2 separate regions of the Mus musculus genome follow, and region 1 is linked to region 2. The links are chromatin contacts, called in public promoter capture Hi-C maps. All regions are on one chromosome and are shown on one strand. The core of a region is the stretch at or near the end of the contact, and the rest is flanking DNA. Distances in the headings are between cores, read along the strand shown. Region 1 holds the start of Akr1e1 (aldo-keto reductase family 1, member E1). Region 2 has its middle 37 kb from the start of Asb13.

Evidence for each region. Promoter capture Hi-C pulls out the DNA fragments that hold promoters and counts their contacts.
Region 1: a contact with region 2 is called in a promoter capture Hi-C map of liver, with 2.6 times the contacts expected there. The contact joins the promoter of Akr1e1 here to the enhancer-like site in region 2. A contact is called at or near these places in 11 of 39 promoter capture datasets (the 3T3-L1 cell line, 3T3-L1-derived adipocytes, cranial neural crest and 6 more), 8 of 484 Hi-C or Micro-C datasets (the 63-12 cell line, B cells, the G1E-ER4 cell line and 4 more) and 1 of 115 datasets of contacts at active chromatin or transcription factors (astrocytes).

What each region holds. Positions count from the first base shown.
Region 1 is chr13:4,606,605-4,611,583 of GRCm38.p6, reverse strand. It overlaps Akr1e1 (aldo-keto reductase family 1, member E1), which reads left to right and starts at 2,420. Exons shown (of 10, transcript NM_018859.2): 1 at 2,420-2,499; 2 at 4,026-4,193. The coding sequence starts at 2,461.
Region 2 is chr13:3,668,623-3,673,292 of GRCm38.p6, reverse strand. No RefSeq gene overlaps it. Among named protein-coding and RNA genes, the nearest start is that of Asb13, 37 kb to the right of the region's middle. Within about 2 kb of position 3,097, at least 64 of the 459 cell types and tissues checked have an H3K27ac peak or open chromatin away from gene starts, as enhancers often do. A contact at or near this core is called in 3T3-L1-derived adipocytes and liver, where this site is marked.

The DNA of each region.
Region 1 (4,979 bases), core at 1,171-3,670, 940 kb before region 2:
CTTTTCTCCTACAGCAGCCCACACAGCATGCAATCTGGATAGCAGAGAAGTTCCCTAGTCAATACCAACTTTATTTCTCTGTTTCCTATGAACAGAATATATGATGTCTTTAATACTAGAATTATATCATCAAATTCTTCTGGTCCACATCCAAGATCACCGTCAATGACCTGCAATATTTTAGAGGTCTCTGCAACCTCCAAAACAACAGCTTAAGGTAAGGTATGGTACACCTGTCACTGAGCTTTTTATTTAGCAACTGGGAGAAATGTTATACTCTGTGTGAGGTAGTATGGCATTTCAATTAAACACACATATACACATATGTATAGACATATATGTGTTCATAAATACATGTCTAAATATATGTATTTCTAGATATACATTTATATATTATATATCATTTATATATGTTTTATACACACCCTACATATATTCCTACATACACATCTGTATTTTGAGAAACAACCACCAGAGGGCAGGAAGAATCAACTTATAAAGTTCATGTGTCTTATGATTTTGTTTTTTCATACAACTTATTAGTGTGTCTTCAATTGTATTTCTTAATTATGAAGAATTATTGCAAAATAGTTCCAAAGTTTAGGTGAAGTGTCTCCTGTGTAGTTACCAGCTTGCCCTTTAAATTTGTTGATTTTTCTCACAATTACCTATATATAAGAATAAAATGTGTTTTCTAAAATGACATTTATTAAATACATATGCAAAATTAACCTAATGGCATCCAAATATTTCCGGTTTACCCTTGTTAAGTTGCTTGTACTGACCAGAATATGCTGTTTATTGAATGGATAATTGAGCAGATGTATTTGCATTCACATATACATATGCATGTGTATATGTTCATTATGTATATGTTAGTGTATATATTTGTCTCTGCCTGCCATGAGAACCTGGCAAAAGTTTTCTGTGTGTTAAAATAAACTACCTCATCAAATTTTGAGGTTTCAATAATTTCTTGTAAAGCATGCTTGTATGTTTTTCAAGTATTTACATCTGTAACATTGGTTTCTGCTAAATTACTACCTAAGAAATCTGAAATGACCATTAAAAAAGAAGGCATCCCTAGATCAAACTACCCTTTTATGAAATGATAGAAATCATTTAAAGATAGGACAATATTTCTATAGATTTATGAACTGAAAGTGTAAGTGTCGCTATGAGTAATAAAAGCTTATCAGAGAGAGAGAGTACTAATAATATTGAACATCTGAAAACACATCCTCTTGCAAATGGATACTTCCATGTTAATCTGCATAAAGATCGAAAGCTACAAATAGTTGTCTGACCGTTAATGGCTTAACTTTGCCATTTTTACAAAATATAAATAAAAAAAGAGAACTGGAGAAGATGTAGAGTTTTCCACATCCACAGTGCATCTGCCATGAGCACTTGAAAAACTCAAACAAATGAACAGATGTGTAATATGGCAACAGAGAAATTAAAATAACAAAACAAAACTTTGGGTTGAAATTGTAAAATTGTTGAATTCTGCTAAGTTTTTAATAAGTTATTAACAAACATAGTGAAGGATACAAAATTCTAAGCACTGTAACACGCAAATCTTCAATTTTTCTAATCATCTTAGTAATGCTAATATTTTCGAAATAGCTATTTACCTTTGCGTTTATGGGCTGGTTTTCTGGTTCCTTCTAGATGTTTCAGCTTGTGATTTTAGGATTATTGCCAACTGAATAAGACCTAAAAATCACCTGGGAGACAGTCTTGTAGGCATTCCTTTGAGGGATTATCTTGTGGGAAGACCCTTGGGTTTTTGTTTTTGTTTTGTTTTGTTTTGTTTGCAATTATAATTACATTTCTCTCTTCCTTTTCCTCCCTCAAAATCTGCCTATATACTATTTGCTCTCTTTAAATGACCTCCCTTATTATTAGTTCTTATTACAGTGAATAATCTTCCAGAGATGTTTAATTTTTAATCTTGATTTTTTTAATTCCATAAGACACACCTTAAAAATGATATTCAGATTATATTTCCTCTATTACTAAAATGGCAATCACCTCAAAGTAGCACTCATCATCATTGCAAGGTTCAAGACAGCTGATATAGTCAAACCTGTTTTTTCCAGGATACTAGAAACGATCATCAATCTAAAACATCTGATGTCCAGGAAATATCCTGAACCACAGCCTGTTTGCAAGAAGGACAGAGCACTGGATCTGGGCTTTAGGCAGGTTGCTCGGAGACGGAATTCTTAGGATCATAGAGGATTTAGGACAGAGATAAAGCACAACCAAACCCAATTGCTTAGGTCCCCTGAAAGATGGACTATGCTCTCAGCCAATCAGAGCACCAAGCGACCTCTCCATCAGCCAATTAAACTGCCAGAACTCCAGCCTATCACGGCATTTCCTGAGGTCCCTGGAACGCTCTCTGGCCGCTAAAGTGCAGGAAGAGGCTGAGCCTTTGAGCAAAGGGGAACCATGGAAAACATCCCTACAGTGGGCTTGGGCACCTGGAAGGTGAGGACACACTCCGGTGTGGGTGGGGCTAAGGGTCCCGGAGCCTGATGAGTACATGCTCAAAAACAGCCAGGGGCACGGGATTTCTTTTGCCTAGGGTGATTCCTTCCAGACCCGGGCTCTGATTAAGGTTTTCCCCCAGACGGATTAGAGGAGAAGTTGGACTCTCTCTCCTGTGATCCTAAAACACCCTGCTCCCTGCGAGGATTCAAAGCTGTTAGACTAACTTTAAATAAAGCAGTGTGCTGTTAACCTAGCCTTGTGTGAGCTAATCACGGACCCCCAGCCTCCGAAAAATCATTTATGCCTAGTGGCACTCATCTTGGCACAGCAAAACCGAGTGTGTGTCAAATGGCCACAAGGAAGCGTGCTACTTTGCATGCTAAAACAAACCAAATAAAAATAATTAAATAATTGCACCGATGTAAGTGTAATGTCTACTTCTGGAGTCCACTAGCGACATTAGAGATATTTGCGAGTAGTTACACTGCTTGCTCAGTTGATTTTGAATGTAGGGCATAATGAACGTGAAGTTGAATAGTTGAATAGGCCTGTCTGACTCTGGGACAAGTTGTGGGGGAGGGGGAGGCATGATCAAAATTTGTTTCTTTTTATGGTTTGGGGGTTTTGTTTTGTTTTGTTTTTGATAAAAAAGTAAATTTAAAAATTCTGTTTATAGGAAGGTTTTCAAATAAATGTTTCTCCAGAATTTTTTGTAAAAAGGATGGGATTATTATTATTATTATTATTATTTTGGCAATTTGGTGATTTGAGTGTTCTTTGGTACCACATAGTGAATGCTGAGATGTGAGATGAAAGAAATGTCAATAAAATAATAAATAAATAAAACTGTGTGTGTGGGGGGGGGGGAATCACCCTCCCAACACAATTGAAGCATTTAATTCTATCTCCTGAAGACACAGGAATATGACTTTCAAAATATGTGAAGGCAATGGAAAACCATAGCAAATGTGACACTGACTGATGATCTTAAATAATGTCGCTATGCTAGATATGTATATCCCCTTGATCCAATAACCAAGTCATTTAGGACAAAGCAAGGAAGAGATCAAATTCAAAGCTACCTTGAGCTACACTTTTCATATTTGATGGAAATGTCTGTGTCTCACTAAGCTTTTCCTGTGTGTACCCTACAGATATTGAGTGAGTCCATGTGTGTGATACTTGTTTTATGTTTACAGTTGATTCATGCATCCCTGGGTGCTAAATATCAGACCGCTTCCTGCCCCAGCTGTTCTTAGCCCTTCTGTAATCGGGAAGCACAACACAGCAAGAGCTGAAAAGCACCCTGTTTCCAGAATGAGTAAAGATAGCAGAACAGAATATTAATCATATTCTGACTATGACGTTCCATTCTCTACCTTTTGGTCTGGCTGATGTTCATACTGCTTTACTGATTTGAGTATTTATGTATTGCTTGGCTATACTTTCCCACATGACGGGGGAGAAAGGGGATTGGGTTCCCCTGACAGAAGAAACTTTCCTTGTGTTTGGTTATATTCCAGGCCTCCCCAGGAGAAGTGACTGATGCAGTTAAGTTGGCTATCAACCTGGGCTACCGGCACTTCGATTGTGCTTACTTATACCACAATGAGAGCGAGGTGGGAATGGGAATCAGTGAGAAGATCAAGGAGGGCGTGGTGAAGAGAGAGGATCTCTTTGTAGTCAGTAAGGTAAGGCTTCTCCACTTCCGCAGGCAAAGCTCCTGGCAGAGCTGGAACCATCTAGCCTAGAGGATTTGGTCAGTTTCCTTATGGGAATTGGTGCTTTGGGGATGTAGTTGATTCTCCTCTAGCTTTGTGAACATGTGAGGTTATGTTTTGTTTGCTTACATCTTTGTTTTATTATTTGGCCATTCAGGTGGCCATGCAGAGACATACCACCAATCAACAATACTTTCATGAATGAAATCTTGGTTGAGTGACACCACCTTTGTGTCTGTAGTGAAGAGAATAAAGTCCGAGCACTTTTGAATTCTTGTCTACTACATAGACCGGCCTTAACTTGGAATCACCTGCTAGAGGTGATCAAAGGGCACATTCCAAACTCCACACTAAGAAATTGACTCTGAGGTGATAGCTGTACAAGCAGGAAGCAAGTCAATCACGCTGTATGCATGAATGACCAGGTGTGGGAGTCTCTGTGAAGTCAATCACGCTGTGTGCATGAATGAGCAGGTGTGGGAGTCTCTGTGAAGTCAATCATGCTGTATGCATGAATGCAGCAGGTGTGGGAGTCTCTGTGAAGTCAATCATGCTGTATGCATGAATGCAGCAGGTGTGGGAGTCTCTGTGAAGTCAATCATGCTGTATGCATGAATGAGCAGGTGTGGGAGTCTCTGTGAAGTCAATCATGCTGTATGCATGAATGCAGCAGGTGTGGGAGTCTCTGTGAAGTCAATCATGCTGTATGCATGAATGAGCAGGTGTGGGAGTCTCTGTGAAGTCAATCATGCTGTA
Region 2 (4,670 bases), core at 1,848-4,347:
ACCTCTCACGTGGATTCTTCTTGATATTAGAAGATAAATCCCTTTTCAGCCCTTGTTTCTAGTCTCTCGCCTATGAGATATCCATCCCTGTCTGGGAATAGGAAAAGACTTAAGAAGGTTCACCAGCTGAAGGAGCCACTGGAGCAGGAGGACGAGAATGGATGTGTAAATTGTAGAAGAAACAGAGGGTTACAGATGTCTCAGCCAAATGGAAAAAGCCAGCTACTGGAGGCAAGGCCATGGAACATTGGCTTTCCCGTGCATTAATTAGGCTCAGTGTGTTATTTAAGACATTAGTTGGAGAGGGAAATGAGAAATGAATGGGGAGGAGTTAGAGGCAGGATTGGGGGTGTGAATATGATCAAAATGCATTGCTACCTATATGAAACTCTAAGAAATAAACCAAAATAGATAGCAGCAGAAGGGTTGGAAAACATGGGCAGACAGACAGGGCCTTCAATACTACACAAAGACATTGGCATTGCTATTCAGAACCAAGAGTTCTGAGCAAGATGTCAACGGAGCTTGGAAAAAATCAACAGCAGGAAGATTCAGCCAGGCATGGTGGTCACACCTTTAATCCCAACTTTCTGAATCAGAGAAAAGTGAATCTCTGTGAATTCAATGCTAATCTGGTCTACCATGGTTAAGTTCCAGGTCAGCCAGGACACTGTAGTAAGATCCTGTTTTTAAAAACTAAAACACGGGGCTGGGAGAGATGGCTCAGTGGTTAAGAGCACTGACTGCTCTTCCAAAGTCCTAAGTTCAATTCCCAGCAACCACATGGTGGCTCACAACCATCCGTAACGAGATCTGACGCCCTTTTCTGGTGCGTCCGAAGACAGTTACAGTGTACTTAATTATAATAATAAATAAATCTTTAAAAAAAAAAAATAAAAAAAACTAAAACAGGCAGAAGGATTCACCCTGTAAAGGGCATTCCAGAGGCAGCATGTAAGTAAGAGACATTCAAAACAGTCAAACAAGTACCTCAAAGTATGGGAAATATGTGACTGTGGGGTGCTCAGCCCTGAGAGGAACATCTGTACAGACCATCGAGGAAGGGTGCAGGTTGTAAGACTCAGAAGTTGGGAAGACTAAGGAGAGAAACAATGAACTATAGACTTGACAGAATTGTTGCGCTCGTGAACTCACAATAGCTTTGGCCGTTTGTACAAGACCAGCACAAGATGAAGCTAGTCAACATTTCAGCATGGAAGGAAACAGGCTCATCAGCCCCTAACTCTAGCTGGGCAGCTATTGACAGTTGGTGGTTCCCAAGGGAGGAAGAGTCCAGTTTCTGTGGGGATGTGGCCCTTGGTGTGTTAATCATGCTCCAGTGGATGGACTCCACACCCGTGAATATATAAGCAGCATTAAATAAGTGTGATGGGTTATTTAAAAATAAATAAATAAATAAACAAACAAACAAACAAAGAAAGAAAGAAAGAAAGAAAGAAAGAAAGAAAGAAAGAAATAGGAGAGGGGTGTGGAAGGTGAGTGGGGAGGGGTTGGAGGCAGGAACAGAGGTGAATAGGATCAAAAAGTGTTGCTATAGGTATGAAACTCTCAAGGCATAAATCAAAATGGTATAATTAATAATAAAAAAGTGTACCTTGAAGACACTTAAGAACAAAGGTCCTTGCCCTGCAGCCAGACAGCTCATATACTGTCTGTCACTCTACAGGTAGCACCAAGACAGAACTCAGAATTCTCCTTTAAAGAGGAAGCCAGTGTGGCACTCTAAAGGAAGACGGCAGCCTTGGATGGTTGGTCCCTCCCTGGGAGATGGACTCCATTAAAGTGTGGGTTCTGGGGTCTAGTGTCCCCGTGGGAATCCTAAGGGTCGGCCTTAAACAGTGTGTGTCTGGCGTGCATTTCTGCACTTCTCTGGAACTCGATTCCCTTAGTCATGATCTGGAGGTCACAAGAATTTCTAGCCCATTGAGATAGTCTTAGAATTTAACATTTTAATCCATGGAAAAGACTTAGAACCACACTTTGCATGTTATAGGGCTCCACTAAAGTTAGTTAGATGCTGGTTGTTTTTCTTTCAATCGAATAATGAAAGCTTTGAAAGAATTTTTGAAGTTTGGGCTGGGATATAGCTCAAACAATGAAATGTTTGCCAGACAATCATGAGAACCCAAAGTTGATCCCCAGAATCTACATTAAAAAACCAGGAATGGTAGTGTAGAACTTGTAATCCCAGTACTGAGGAGGTGGAAACAGGATGGTCCTTGGGGCTCGTTGGCCAGCCAGCCTAGTCTGATTCCCCAAACTCAGGTTACAGTGTGAGAATCTATCTCAGAAAAAAGGAGGAAGAGGAGAGAGAGGAGGAGGAAGAAGTGGAAGAGAAAGAGGAAGAGAGGGAGGAGAAAGAGGAAGTGGAGGAGGAGAAAGAGGGGGAGGAAGGGAAGGAAGAAGAGGAGGAAGAGGAGGAAGAGGAGGAAGGGAAGGAGGAAGAGGAAGAAGGGGAGGAGGAAGAGAAGGAGGGAGAGGAGGAAGAGGAGAAGGTGAATAAGTTCTAAGGAACAAGACTGATGGCTGACATCTGTTTTATTTCAACATGCACATGTGTACTTGCTAACAAATGTGTACACACACACACACACACACACACACAAGAATATTGGAGGCAAAAGTACAGCTATCCTATAAGTCCCTTGGAGAATAAACAGAAGCTAGGAGAGTTAAATAACATGGCAAGGACCTCCCTGCTCTGAAAGTCTCTGGTAGCCCATTTCTCATCACAAGTATGGAAGAGGCCAATCGAACATTGACCCTTCTAAAGCAGCTCATGTTCAACAAGGACAGGAGATAAGGAAGTCGTGTGCTTGAATCCTCGATAGTGTTCTCCCAATCCAGGCCCTTGAACATGCAGTGGAAGGAGCCAGCTCACAAGGCCCAGGCCTCGGAGGCAGACTTGGCTGGTTCCATGAAACCACAAGCTTGTACTTTTTCTCTATAATTTGTGGGAGGCATCAGCATTTCCTCTTTGGAGAAAGGGCAGCCAGCCCTCCAGGGATGAGGCAGGCATGGTAATCAGTAACAGCTGCAGCCTCAGTTGGCCAAGGGTCAAGGCTCCAGTCCTGTTCTTTCCCCCACAGTTTTGCAGTCTGGCTGATCTGGAGCTCAGGGCTGCCACTACAGCCCCAAGCACAGAGCCCCATACTATCTTGAGCCAGCTGTTTGGATTAGTGTTCCTGTCAATCTACAGAGACTAGAATGACATAGGTCCCCCACTCAATGCTGAAAGGATGGATTTGTGAGTCAATGGATGAATGAATCTTTCTACCTCTTTCTTCCTTAAACACGGTCTCAGGAGAGCCATTGCTCAACCTAATGGGCTTCCCAGCCCTGTGCTGAGAAGGGAGTGATAAGTTCCATGTCCAGGTCTCACAGGTCAGAGAGCAGAGAGTCCTCTGACCCTCCACCAGGTCATTCCTCCTGCAGGAAGAGCTCATGCCTGCCTTTCCACTGTACAGCCAGTGGCCATGCACTTGAGCAGACAGCATCAACCTCAGCACCATGCCCCTGGCTGTAGAAGAGCAGGCTGCAGAGGCAAATGGAAAGAAAGGGCAATTCTATGCAGAAGGATGTGAATAAGCCAGGACTTGGGGTGTTTCTGGGCCTTGGCCCCACTCTCCCTGGGGCCTATGAAGAAAGGGCTAACTAATTAAATAGGCTGGGGGAGCTTCTACAAAGACTCAATAGGAAAAGCCACCAACAAGCCATCTCAAGAGAGGCTGTGGTTACCTGAGGGCCAAGGAAAAGAAGGAGTGTGGCAGTATGCCTGAAAAGACTGCCTTTCAGTCAGCGCAGTGGAGAGGCCATCTGCCCTGTTCTCCCAGGTGGCTGTTTGCACTGCTCTGTTGGCTGGCTCAGAGTGGGAAGCCCTGTGGGAACACTAAGTTCTCAGCCCCAGTATGAGGGACCATCTCCTCTGCTGTTGCATTCCCCCATCTTTGTAAACTCCCAACACTGACCCCTTCTTCAAGGCTGGGAACGACCCCACTGACGCAGAACCCACAAGCCATGCATCTGAGCCTTACCACATCATAGCTTGAAATGGTTTGGAAGTGAATCTGTTTCTGGGTTTGTTTTGAGACCAAAATGCATGTTTTGACTTACTCTACCCTTTCCTGTTTCCATAAACTTGTTATGACTGGTTCTTTAGAGTACATGGAGAAAACAGAATTTACAGGTTTGGGGAAAGTGGCCAGTATTCCTCCGAGGAGTGCCCAGCCTTAAGGAAAATGTACTAGGCACTTTTCTGATTGCTGTAACAGAAAGATTCACAAAAGCAACTTACAGAAGAGAAACATTTATTTGGTCCCTGGTCCAAGGGTTCGGTCCACAATGGTGCAGGAGGCGTGACTGCAGGAATGTGACATGGCTGGTCACATTACATCCACAATCAGGAAGTAAAGAGAGATGGATGCTGTTGCTCAATTTGATTTCTCCTTTTTATTCCAGTCAGGTCCCCAGGCGTCCCATAGGATCATGCTACCCACATTTATAGTGGATGTTCCCATATCAGTTAACCCAGTCTAGCAACTCTCTAACACTTATGCCTGGAGATTTGTCTCTTGGGAAAGCCTAGATTCTGTCAAGCTGACAGTACTAACCTTCACAAGTGGCCTTGGATAAAGAGAATGAGCAGCCAG